Regions from separate parts of the Mus musculus genome. Here all the other regions are linked to region 3. Evidence: chromatin contacts called from public Hi-C and HiChIP or PLAC-seq data. All regions are on one chromosome and are shown on one strand. The core of a region is the stretch at or near the end of the contact, and the rest is flanking DNA. Distances in the headings are between cores, read along the strand shown.

Region 1 (3,631 bases), core at 282-2,781, 230 kb after region 3:
ACTGTGTATCCACTGTAGTAAAACAGATCCTCATTATATCTGTTGTTGGTGTTCCCCAAAGAGAGACTGCCAGCTGTGACAGTCCATAGCTCAGGGTCACTAAGCAGTCTGGATCTATTGCTGGTCTCCCCTAAAGAGGGCTGACAGCTGTTACCATCTATAGCTCAGGGTCACTAAGAACTTTGTCTGATGTCACTGACCACCATGGCACAGGTGCTCACGTACACATTACCAAAAGCAGCATGAGTTCTGTCCTGTGAACTGACCACACCCTCAGTGTCCGGTCTCGGCCTGTAGACAGCAGCCACCTCTTGTCATGGCTCCAGCAGATAGTGCTCACAGCTCCATCATGACCTGGGTATTCAGGAAAAAGGGAAACCAAGTAGAATGTCTGTCTGTATAAGAACAGGCCAGAGCTGCTGCTTCTCAAGGAATAAGGGAAGCAGTTTCTTGCTGCCAGGCTAAAAGACCAATCACATCATCAGATAACCTTGCATTAAAGGTGTTTTAAAAAGAAAATTCAGGTTTTTCTTCTTTCCTTGCCCCTGCTCCTGGAATGGTGAATCTGAAACTAATTATTTATTATGAAATCCTAGGCCATAAGCTTTGGCTTATTTCCTGACTAGCTCATAACATATTTAACCATTTAAACTATTCTGTCTACCATTTAGCTAGTTACCCCAACCCCTTTGGTCCCAGCCTGCTTCTTCCTTTGTGTCTCCTCAGCATCTCTCGGCATTTCCCTGAGTTCATTTACCTGCTGGTTTATATCTGTCTTACTATTTCCCAGGATCCTCTCTCTTCCTGCTGTGCTCTGCCTCCTATTTCTTGCCTCAGCTCACTGGCCATTAGCTCTTTTATTGACAGGTAGTGCTTATAAAAGATTCTCCGTACATAAAGGCCTACTGATGAGGGTTGGAGAGGAGGCCTCTCTAAGATCTCACATTTCTTAAAGTTCTGACTTCATGTGCCCAGATCAGAGGAAGTTCTAATACCACAGTATAACAAGCAGTGTTCTAAAAGATCGTACAGAGATCTCGGGACCCTGTGATGATCTATCAGTATAAATAAGCCTTTTCTTTTAGTTTCAAAGGGAGAAAACAGGAGAACTCACTAAGGATGCTTGGACATGCTCTGATCATCTGCTCTGGCCAATGGCTGCTTTGGATGCTGGCTTATACAGGTGCTAGCATACCGCCTGCTAGGGAGCCCACAGGCAGGTGGGACTGACCTTCAGCTATGCGGTCCCTACTCCTCAATCTCCTTCTGACAAGGAACGTGCTGTCTCCTAATCTCACCTTTGCCCTTACAGTCTCTATAAAGCAAACTTGAAACCACAGCTACCTGAGTTTCCGAGAGACCCAAGAGCCCAAGGATTCATGGAAGCAGACACTTGGAGACAGCATCATGGGCTCTCTCCTGGGCGAGCCAATGGAAACAGGTAGACAGGAGAACTGGAGGCTGCACAGTGTCAGGCAAACGGAGAACACCAGTGACCCGAGACACGCTGAACCATCACATTCCACCCCAAGGTGCCCTGTGGTACACTCTGCAGCGTAAGGAACCACAACTTTGACAAGAATCTAACAGGAACCTCCCACCCAGGCTGCTCTCTGCACGGGAACTTGCACACTGCAATTGAAAGGGCATTCAGTGAATCAGTATCACCAGAGCACACTGGCCAGAAAGCCACCAAAATAGAACTGGAAAGCCAGAAAGTACTGTAAGTAGAATGCCACTCTGAAATGGGACCTCAAAACAGCAAAAAGTTACCAAGCAGAAAAATTATGCCAAATGCCTTTGCTGCCCTCTTGTGTCAAGTTCTGGCATTTTCCACAAAAGAACAAAGGACCTCTCAAATGTGCAAAAAAACATTTACTCACTACTGTGGGAACACAACGTGGAGCACTGTGAAAATCTGTGTGGAAGCTGGTCAAACAGCTGGAAAAAGACTATCACATGATCCAGCTCTAGCACTGCATACCCAAAGGACTCTATATCCTACTGTAGAGACGGTTGCTCCTCCATGTTCACAATTGGCTCTAGTCACAACAGTCAGAATATGGAAACAGCCTGTGTGTCTATCAACTCATCTATGTACAATGAAGACATAGGATATTTATTTCCTACGCTATTCAGCCCTTAAGAAAAGCACAATTATGAAATCCCCAGGTAAACGGATATGGGTGGAAACAACCATCCTGAGAGTAGTAACCCAGACTCAGAAACACCAACTTTGCATGTTTTCTCAAATCCATAGGTGTTATCTTTGAGTCTTCCGATATGTGTGTTTCATCTGGAATTCCTATGGAATTCAGAAAATTAGTAAGGGACCCTGGGGTGGGGCTTTCAAGGGAGCAAAGAGCAAATGGAATGGTATAAAGAGCCGGGCAGTGGTGGCGCACGCCTTTAATCCCAGCACTTGGGAGGCAGAGGCAGGCAGATTTCTGAGTTCAAGACCAGCCTAGTCTACAGTGTGAATTCCAGGACAGCCAGGGCTATACAGAGAAACCCTGTCTCGAAAAACAAAACAAAAAGAGAGAGGGGGGATGGTATAAAGAGGTGACGGCCAGTAATGGGAAAGGGAAGGTTAAATGGGGTAGAGGCTGGGAACAAAGAGTAGAGGACGGAACATGAGGGGTGACTAACACTGAAGAACTTTTGAAAAAGTCACATGGAAGCCTACCACTGTAAAAGTAAGTATACTTAAAATGTATACTACATATATAAGAAGAATTTAAATGGAGTTACTCTATAATGGGGTGGCAAACCCCTCCTAGATACCATAGGCTAACAAATGAAAAGCCCAGAGTCCAGAATGATTACCACTTTTGGACTTACTGGCCACTGGGGTCCCACAGAACTCCGAATATTACAGGCCATTGCCAATGTTATTGGCTACCATCCAGAGACTGACGGTAAGACCCTATTGATAGAAACACACATGCTTGGGTCACAGACTATAAAGAAATGAAGCTGGTTAGAACCTGAGGCTTCATCCCTTCTGGCTGGCTTCCATAGTACTGGGCGGTGCTGTGCATTCTACCACAGAGAAGTTATCATAAGTCATACCTGGCTGCAAACTCTGAATGCTGCCATCAGCCTGACAGGACACGGCTATTGTAATAATGGTGTGAATATAATAGTGATAAACTATATTCTGATTGGATTTAAGGCCCATCCACAAATTGAAACCCATACTAGGCACCAACATCAGGCTAAGAACCTGTGGCTAGTAGACATAGGGGGAGCATTGTCCTAGTGCTCTGCTGAACAGCCACAGTGTGATACTGACTCCCGATGACTTAACCTCATAGCCATGGATTAGTGCGCCTCTCAGCCTTCAGCACATTCACTGCCGTCCTCAGCAGGCGGTGATTAACACAGAGACCTACCACTGGTGAAGATGCAAACATAGTAAGAGACTGAAGTGCTCAATCTGAATGGGACATTGACATCCAGCTAGAGCACTCCCTCCCAGGGCTCAGGAGAAGAAACAGAGGCTGAAAGGGCCAGAGATGGCAGAGCAAGAAAACTCTTTTCCAGATACAGCAGGGCAGTTGGCATATAAACACACAGCAGTTCTGGCAGCATGAGTAAGACTTGTGCAAGCTCAAACCAGCTGGGAGAG
Region 2 (4,042 bases), core at 1,123-3,622, 150 kb after region 3:
GAACACTCAACTGAGGAGAGGAATAACTTTCTCCCTTAACCTGTCCATCAGAGGCAGTTATTTCTGGAACCCCTGTTTTTATGGACAAATTCCACCCTCTCTGCCACATGGCACACACCCTTCCACAATAAGTCTTGAGTGAAAGTTCCTGTCTGGAATACCCTTGACCTGGTCCTGGGCCCTATGGGATAAATGCCTAAAAAAGCAACACTTTAAATATGTTAAGACTATGAAATGTTCACCAACACCACACAAAAGGAAGATGTGGAATTAACCAGACTTATGCCCTCTGAATTTATGATTTCTTGAGTTTAGTATTAAGTGTCTGGCAGATACACATGCATGTGGAATCCACATTCTTAAAGCCACAGGGGTTTTGAGTCACTGGAACAACAGAGGTCTCAAGGACAATAAGCATGCCAGGGCATCCTGACCCCCATGTAGCAGTGGCAGAGTCATGCACAAGGTGCAGGTCATGGCTCCCTGACCCTCTATCCTGCTCCTCTCGATGAGAGAAGGGTCATCTTATTCCTTGCCCCCTCCCTCGGCTGGGCAGTGCTGCTTCTGAAGCTTGGCAAGCTACAGTGGCTCATGACGTGGCCATCCTACTTCTGACCCAGTGTTGATCTGGAAGAGCATGGAACCCAACAGTGAGTGCTCATAGCCACCACAGATTTTCCTGGACACATGGTCTCCTAACACATGCTGTGGGCACCTGCACATGTGTATGTGTGTGTAAACTCACCATGTTCTCGGGTCTCTTGCCATGTGTGTTCTCACATATGTATGTGAAAACAGAAAGTGGCGTCAGGGTCAGGAGGAGGCAAGCCATCACTGAGCCCAAGCAGCAGGAAGCTGAAGAGAGTGGAGGCTCCATAGGCTGTGAGAAGGATGTAGGCTACATCTGAAGCTACCACTCTGCAAGTCTCAGTGGAAACAGCAATGGCTTTCATACCCGGTTCCTTTAGTCAAGATTTCTCTATCCATTTTTAGCTGGCTGACCAGGTTAAGCAGGCCTATACTTGCTGTTGGTGATCAGAAGAAGAGAGTCTCCTCACCACATATCCATGTAAGTTCAGAAGCAACTGTCATCAACTGGTGGCCAATACAACATTATCAGTGCAAGGAGAGAAAGCCAAAGGAGCACCCAGCATGCCATGCCACCACCTACTGAAGCTTTCAGAATACTGCCTTGGGTCTCCTTTAAAAACAAACAAACAAACAAAGCAAAATATTCCAGGCATAATCCAATTCTCCCATCTCCCAAAAGGGATCTGAGTGAGATCCCACTGTAAATGGTGTGTAGACATGTACACACACACACACACACACACACACACACACACACCCCTTAGGTACAGAAGCACCTCTGTCAAAAGCCTGGAGAGTGACCTGAATCCCAAGGAAGGAATTGCTAAAATCTGTAGAGAAGAGGCTGACAAGGGGACAGGAAGAGCAGGCAGGACTGTGAGTGGCACTGTGTTTAGGAAATACTTTGTCCCCTTTGTTACCAACTCTAATAAACTCACAGCTTGCAGCTCTGAATCACTAACACATTATTTTACCATCATCTGTAGTGCATAGAGAGTTGTGGAAGTAAACTGACTTACAAGGCGTGCTTTTTGATTTTTACACCTCAGATTATGATGATCAAAACACTGCTTGTCATTGCCAAGAATGTTTGTTTGGAATGGAGTAGGTGCTGCCTGAAGAGGGCACGTCTCCCCATCAGACACAAAGTGTCCTGTGTACAGTTTCTGAGGAGGAAGCCAAATATCAGCTATCAGGAAACACAAAATGAAAAATTAACAAATCAAGGGCAGTGTTACCGTTGGCCAAGTCTTTAGCAGGAACTTGAACATGCCTCAGGAGCAGTGCTGTGTTCTCACAGGCTTGAGAATGTGATGATCAGAGACCACAGACATGGCCAGCATTGAGCATGGCTTAATATAATGCAGAATGGCGCACTGGGATGACAGCAACATGTGCAAGGTTCTGTGTTACCAGCCCTGACTGCTGCTGATGCGTCTGCTCTCACCACCACTCCTGCGCTCTGAGGGGAGATTCTCAGGAAGCTCTGGCTACTTGTACTGCTTCTTGGTGAGTGCAGAGAGGTTTCTTGAAGCCCCACATTTGGGGTCTTCCAGTGTGCGTGGCCTGTAGAATGGCTAGAAGCTCAGGGACAGCATGGCGCTCCTGTGACCTCAGGTGCTCACATGAGCATCTGAATTTGGGATGTCCACCATAAAGTGATGTCAGAGCTGGTGCAAATGGTTGAATGCCAAAGGGGTGGTAACATAGGAGACTGTGCCCGCCCCCAGCCTTAAGCAGGTTGGCTCAAACCTTGTTTGCCACAGTTGCTCACCTAGGGCGGAGTCTTCTGACCTTGGTAAAGTCTTTTGTCTGCCACATCTGCAGCTTCCTGTGAGAAGCTACCTGCTGAGCAGCTGAGCTTGTTTTCCTGACTCATCCTGACAAAGGGACCAAGAGATCCTGGTGTAGTGGGGGATGTGTCCTCCTCCCCTTTATAAGCTCAGACTCTTACATAAACATTGGGTCTAGATCAGAGAACTCTGTCTTGGCTCTTTATTTCTCTTGCTGCCTTTCCCATTCAACCCCAACTCTCCTTTCAGGAACCCAGTAACCTGTGGCCACTGGTGGCTACAGGAGATAAATGCATGTTAAGATGATGTATAATGTAACATTATGTATGTTTTTTATTTTAATACCAAGTGGCAAACTTTAACAAAGCAAAAAACAAACATACTTTTCTACCTACCTAATCAATTAAAGCAAAAGGCCTACCCATTTCTTTCAGCCTTTGACAGGAGTCAACAATATCTGTCTGTCTTAGTTAGGGTTCTTATTGCTGTGAAACACCATGATCATAAGCAACTAGGGGAGAAGGGACTTTATTTTGTTTCCACTTCTACTTCATGATACATCATTGGATGAAGCCAGGACAAGAATCTGGAGGCAGTAGCTGATGCAGAGGACATGGAGTGCTGCTTTCTGGATTGACACTCCTGGTTTACTCAGTTTCATGATAGCAGTCAGGACTACCAGCCCAGGAGTGGTGCTGCCCACAGTGATCTGAATCCTCCAACATCAATCATCGATCAAGAAGACGCACCACAGGCCAGGCTGGTGGGGGCATTTTCTCAATTGAGGTTCCTCCTTCCCAAGTGACTCCAACTTGTGTAGAGTTGATATAAAACTAGCCAACAATGCATCTGCAGCAGCAAATCAAACAAAACTTACATGTGATGAAGGCGAGGACTTTAAAAATACAGGTATATGCATAATAGTAGTAGTAATAGATTCCTTAAGACTTTTTCCAGAGATGTTATTTTACTCTCCTTCTGTATTTATCCCTCTGTGAGTGACCCCTCTTTCCATTTCAAACTTCCCATATCCCACCTTGCCCAGCAACCCAAGCCCCGAGCACATGTGGGACACCATTTTTAACCCACACCTTTTCTCCTCCTCCTTCTCCTCCCCCTCCTCTTTCTTCTCTCCCTTCACCATTACCACCACCACTCACCATCACACACCACTACTATCACCACGATCCTTCTGCAATGGTCCCTGAGCCTTAGTTGTGGGAGATACTTTGTACATGCATCCATTGTGACTGGTCCTACCACTCAACATTTTTGATTGGTTGTGGTTTTCTATATTGTCTCTGTTGCAAAGAAGAGTTTCCTTGAAGAGGAGTAAGGACTACACTTATTGGTGGGCATAAGGAATAAGATTTAGAAGGTAGTGAGAGATTATACTGGTTTAGTAAAATGAAAGCCATAGGTTCTCCAAGAGCCATGAATTCAATAGCCCTGGTAGCTTCCAGTACAAGGCATAGTTTTTCTCTTGTTGAACAGGTCTTCTGTTGGCCACTGACAAGATGTCCATGCCTACTTCACCCTTAGGGTTATCGTGCCATGCTGGTCACCATCGTGATTCATAATCATCATAGCTGGGTCAGACTGTTGGTAGCCTCCCTCCTTTGGAAGCTTGCATTACCTTCTTCCCCCCAGTATCATGA
Region 3 (3,903 bases), core at 262-2,761:
AACCAGATTATGAAGGGAGACTATTCCACATACCAAGGAAGGGTAAGGCTACCAGAAAAATTATCCTAAATCCTGACCACATGGTCTCTCTGAACTACCCACAGGATCTCAGGCTCACCTACAGCGATGCCAGGGTCTGAGTTTGCTGTCTGCACCAGCTCTTTGCCTTGGTGACGAATTACCCAGTTGGGATCAATTTGTGTGGTCCCCTTGGGATCCAGAGGGACCATCTGGAAGTTTCTGAAGTCTGTCTCAGTGATGGCATTGTTCTCAGGGCACACATCATCAATATCTGGGACATTATCATTGTCAAAGTCATCTTTACAAATGTCACCTCGGCCGTCACCTATGGATAAGGAAGAAATGAACCCAAGGGGGACAAGTTAGGTGGTTTGCATTTCCCTTCATGTGTATAAACAGAGACCTCTGAGTCTGTAAGATTTGAGGCTATGCACCTTGTAATTAATTGTGGTTTGAGGGTCAACTGCTTCCAAAACACTGAGCTTGTAAAGCTATAAGGCATCCCAGGGATGCTTTTAAAAAACATCCTCACTGCAAACACTACAGCCAAGGATAGTGCGATAAGCCCAAGCTCTGTTCCCTACATTCAAAGTTGAAAACAGAGAGTTGGCTGCTGCTAATGTCTCTCTAAGCTCACTTCTCACTGTCATTCTCAGTAACTGGAGCCATTTTAATTTATTTGGCACTTAAAGTAGAACCTTTCCAGCACACATGACTTCCCCTAGGGAGATCAGACCCAATGAGGTTGGTCTGCAAAGGGGGCTAGGTCATGCCTTATCTTACAGCTGACCTGTCCTCGGCCACAGTGAGATGCCCCAAGGCAGAGGCGATGGAGTTAACCAGGCACTCTGCTATGACCTCTTATTTCAAAAGGAAGAAAAGAAACCATATTTGGTATCTAGATTGATATCTTGATTTCCCCATTCTTCAAACCAATTTTCAGTTCTGGTATTCAATACTGTAGCCTCCCCACTGTGGGAAACATAATTAGATGTACAGGCATTTTCTTTTATTGAGACAGGACCTCAGCACAGGCTCATCTCAAACTGGCAATATGGAGCCAAGGATGATTTTTTAATGGTCCTCTTGCTTCTCCCTCCCGAGTATAGGCACGCATCGCTATGCCTTGTCTATGTAGTGCTGAGTTTTCACACTAGGCAAGTGCTTTACCAATTAATCTATTCCCCAGCCTCAGCAACAGCATCTTAAAAGTAATAAAAATACCCCTCGCCTCTTCTTCCCAGTCCCCTTCCTAGGTGAGCCAAAGGCCACCTCCCACTGTCTGCACCAGTGTCTGCATCAAGCTGGGGGCTCTCTGCTGAAAGCATTCTTTCCTGTGCTGGGAGAATGCTGCAGCTGCCCTTGGTCCCTGGCCAGTCTTTTCACGTGCTTCTGAGTCACATTGGCTCAACACCCCAGGACTCCTGGCCTCCATTTGTTCAGGATAAGTGTGTTCCAAAGGGAGCTTGGATCATCCTGCCCATTGGGAGGGAGTTAGAGACCAGCCTATCAGCAAGCGCAGCTGTGCACTTTGTTATTCAGGACTGCGGTCTTCCTGGAGTGTGACATCCTCCAGCCCCTGCACAGCTACAGACCACTGATGTGCAAGACCTTCCATGTCGCACCTTCCCTATTTATGAATCCTCTCCCCATCATGTCACTGGCTGCATTCAGTGAACCTTATCTCTTTCAAAGTGTTTGCCAAAGGTTTTCAAAAGTACCCAGAAGCTGAAAGGTTTCCTCTTCCTGGCACTCACAAACAAACCTCACCTCTCTCATTGGTAGAATATTAAACACACATGAAGAAGCTGAAGCTTCCAGCAGGCTAGACAGACAACCAGCCAACCCTGTGCCCAACACCCTTAGATAGCCATCCTGCTTATTTTTGAACTTCCAAACCGGAGTTCTGCCTCTGTGGGACTGCTCGTGCGGTTTGCAAGGCACATGTGAACTGAAGAAGGCACCCACCGTCCGAGTCTTCCTGGTCTGGGTTGAACACAAGCCGACAGTTGTCCCTGTCATCTGGAACACCATCATTGTCATCATCAGAGTCGCAGGCATCGCCCTTGCCGTCGTTGTCATGGTCAGCCTGGTTGGAGTTGGAGATGTATGGGCAGTTGTCTTGGTTGTTCTGGTGGCCGTCATCATCTATGTCCTCATTGTTGTCACACTGGTCTCCAACGAGATCATTGTCCTGATCGATCTGGGGGACAGAGCAGCAAGTGAGCACCATGAATACTCCCTGAGGAAGCACAGGAAGACTCGGGGACTAGACTAGAGACACACCCGCTCTTGGTACAGGCCAGCACTGGGGGATAAGGTACAAAAATGGGGTATGATGGCTCACTTGCTGTCCTCACAGAAGAGAGCTTGGATTGGAGGCTTCTGGGTGCAGGCTTTCCCAGCCAGTGCCCCATCTCATAGGGGACTTCTTATTGCTAACTACCACTCAGGTATCATAGGAACCACTTTCTCTACCATTACTGTATACTCTGCAGACCATAGTCCTAGTCACACTCTTCAGGTCCCTTTCAAAGGCAAGCCTGGAAATGTAGCTAGTTCTGGGTTTGCCTCTGGATAACCATGGAGACTAATTTTCCCCCAGACAGTGTGGGAAAGTCACTTCCTCCCTTGGCCTGGGGCCACCTAGATATAAAGTGCTTAGATTTGGTCTCTGTAAGATGTTTCAACTGAGCTTATAGCAAGCTATGTTGTCATGCTTGGCAGGGCAGAAGAGAACCACACCGGAGCACCTTTATCAAGCTGTTTAAGGATGAGGAACACCCTGCTCTGGATATGGGTCACCCTCAAGGCTCATCTCCAGGCAACAGCTGGGGATCACAGAGCCCTGTTTGGACACATCTCATCACCTGATCTGGGTTGTGCATCAGAGGACAATTGTCACAGTGGTCACCCACGCCATCACCATCCGTATCTCTCTGGTCAGTGTTGTAGACATATGGACAATTGTCTCGCTCATTGAAAACATCTGTTGGTGAAAGAAACAAAGTAGGCACAGGCTGAGTTTAGAGAAGTTGCATCATTTTCCCAGCATACTGGATAACATACAGGCCTTCACTAGAAAAATGGCAAAAATTTAAAGATTATTAGATTCATTGAAGAGAATATGAAATATTTTCCATTAAACATCAAATTCCCAGTGAGACCCTGCCTCAAAAAAAAAAAATCCAATTCCCTTAACCTAAAATATAATGAGTGTTTGGGATTCTCTGGGCAATGCTGCCCAGTCAGAAGAGGGTGAGTGTGGTGTGTCCTCTGCGCTTGCTGTTTTGGCTGTTCCCACTGAGATCTCAGAAAGTGAGTTAAGTCTGTAGGCACACAAGAGCCTCTGGGTGATGATTCCTCATTGTTCACAGACAGTGGGAGAGAAGTGATGGTGCAGATGGATCGGCAAGGGTCTTAGAAATCTGAAAATAGGGAACGAGGTCCAACAGTACGGAAGGAATAATAATAATAATAATAATAATAATAATAATAATAATAATAATAGGATAAAGTGGCAAACTGAAGGAAGATAAAGCCAAAGGAAGAAGAGACCATTTTGGGGAACAGAAAGGACCCTTAAAATGACAGGGTATAAGAAGCTGACACCCCAGCTGGCAGAACAGAGGCACCAGCCCACTTTAGGACAGACATGAGGTGCCTGCTAACTGCATCAACCTTCAAGAAGGCAGAGTGATCGAGGCTGTCCTGAGGCTAAGGTTGGATGCAGAAGCTGACTGGAAAGTTCTACAAGAGCATATACTTTGAGATGGGTCTAAATAGCAGGGTAGAGTCAGAGGGGATGAAGGAACTCCAGGCTGTGCATCGTTGAGGAGGGGGTGAGGCTCATGGGGTACACAGAGGAGTCAAGCAGAGCAG

Evidence for each region. A called contact is a pair of places that touch in the nucleus more often than the background predicts. HiChIP or PLAC-seq counts read pairs in DNA pulled down with a chosen protein or histone mark.
Region 1: a Hi-C map of the C2C12 cell line shows a contact between it and region 3, with 2.3 times the contacts expected there. The contact joins two enhancer-like sites. A contact is called at or near these places in 1 of 15 datasets of contacts at CTCF or cohesin (the NIH/3T3 cell line), 11 of 484 Hi-C or Micro-C datasets (the C2C12 cell line, the NIH/3T3 cell line, the P5424 cell line and 6 more), 2 of 115 datasets of contacts at active chromatin or transcription factors (VIP interneurons and embryonic stem cells) and 2 of 9 other capture datasets (adipose tissue and embryonic stem cells).
Region 2: a contact with region 3 is called in an H3K27ac HiChIP or PLAC-seq map of epiblast stem cells, with 2.6 times the contacts expected there. The contact joins two enhancer-like sites. A contact is called at or near these places in 1 of 115 datasets of contacts at active chromatin or transcription factors (epiblast stem cells) and 1 of 9 other capture datasets (embryonic stem cells).

What each region holds. Positions count from the first base shown.
Region 1 is chr17:14,903,205-14,906,835 of GRCm38.p6, forward strand. It overlaps Wdr27 (WD repeat domain 27), which reads right to left. Exons shown (of 25, transcript NM_175173.3): 18 at 233-354. Among named protein-coding and RNA genes, the nearest start is that of Wdr27, 38 kb to the right of the region's middle. Within about 2 kb of position 1,532, at least 30 of the 459 cell types and tissues checked have an H3K27ac peak or open chromatin away from gene starts, as enhancers often do. A contact at or near this core is called in the C2C12 cell line, where this site is marked.
Region 2 is chr17:14,815,774-14,819,815 of GRCm38.p6, forward strand. Wdr27 (WD repeat domain 27) reads right to left here. Exons shown (of 25, transcript NM_175173.3): 25 at 2,899-3,233. Among named protein-coding and RNA genes, the nearest start is that of Gm23352, 26 kb to the left of the region's middle. Within about 2 kb of position 2,373, at least 20 of the 459 cell types and tissues checked have an H3K27ac peak or open chromatin away from gene starts, as enhancers often do. A contact at or near this core is called in epiblast stem cells, where this site is marked.
Region 3 is chr17:14,671,155-14,675,057 of GRCm38.p6, forward strand. It overlaps Thbs2 (thrombospondin 2), which reads right to left. Exons shown (of 22, transcript NM_011581.3): 16 at 2,892-3,010; 17 at 1,990-2,224; 18 at 119-346. Among named protein-coding and RNA genes, the nearest start is that of Thbs2, 21 kb to the right of the region's middle. Within about 2 kb of position 1,512, at least 56 of the 459 cell types and tissues checked have an H3K27ac peak or open chromatin away from gene starts, as enhancers often do. A contact at or near this core is called in the C2C12 cell line and epiblast stem cells, where this site is marked.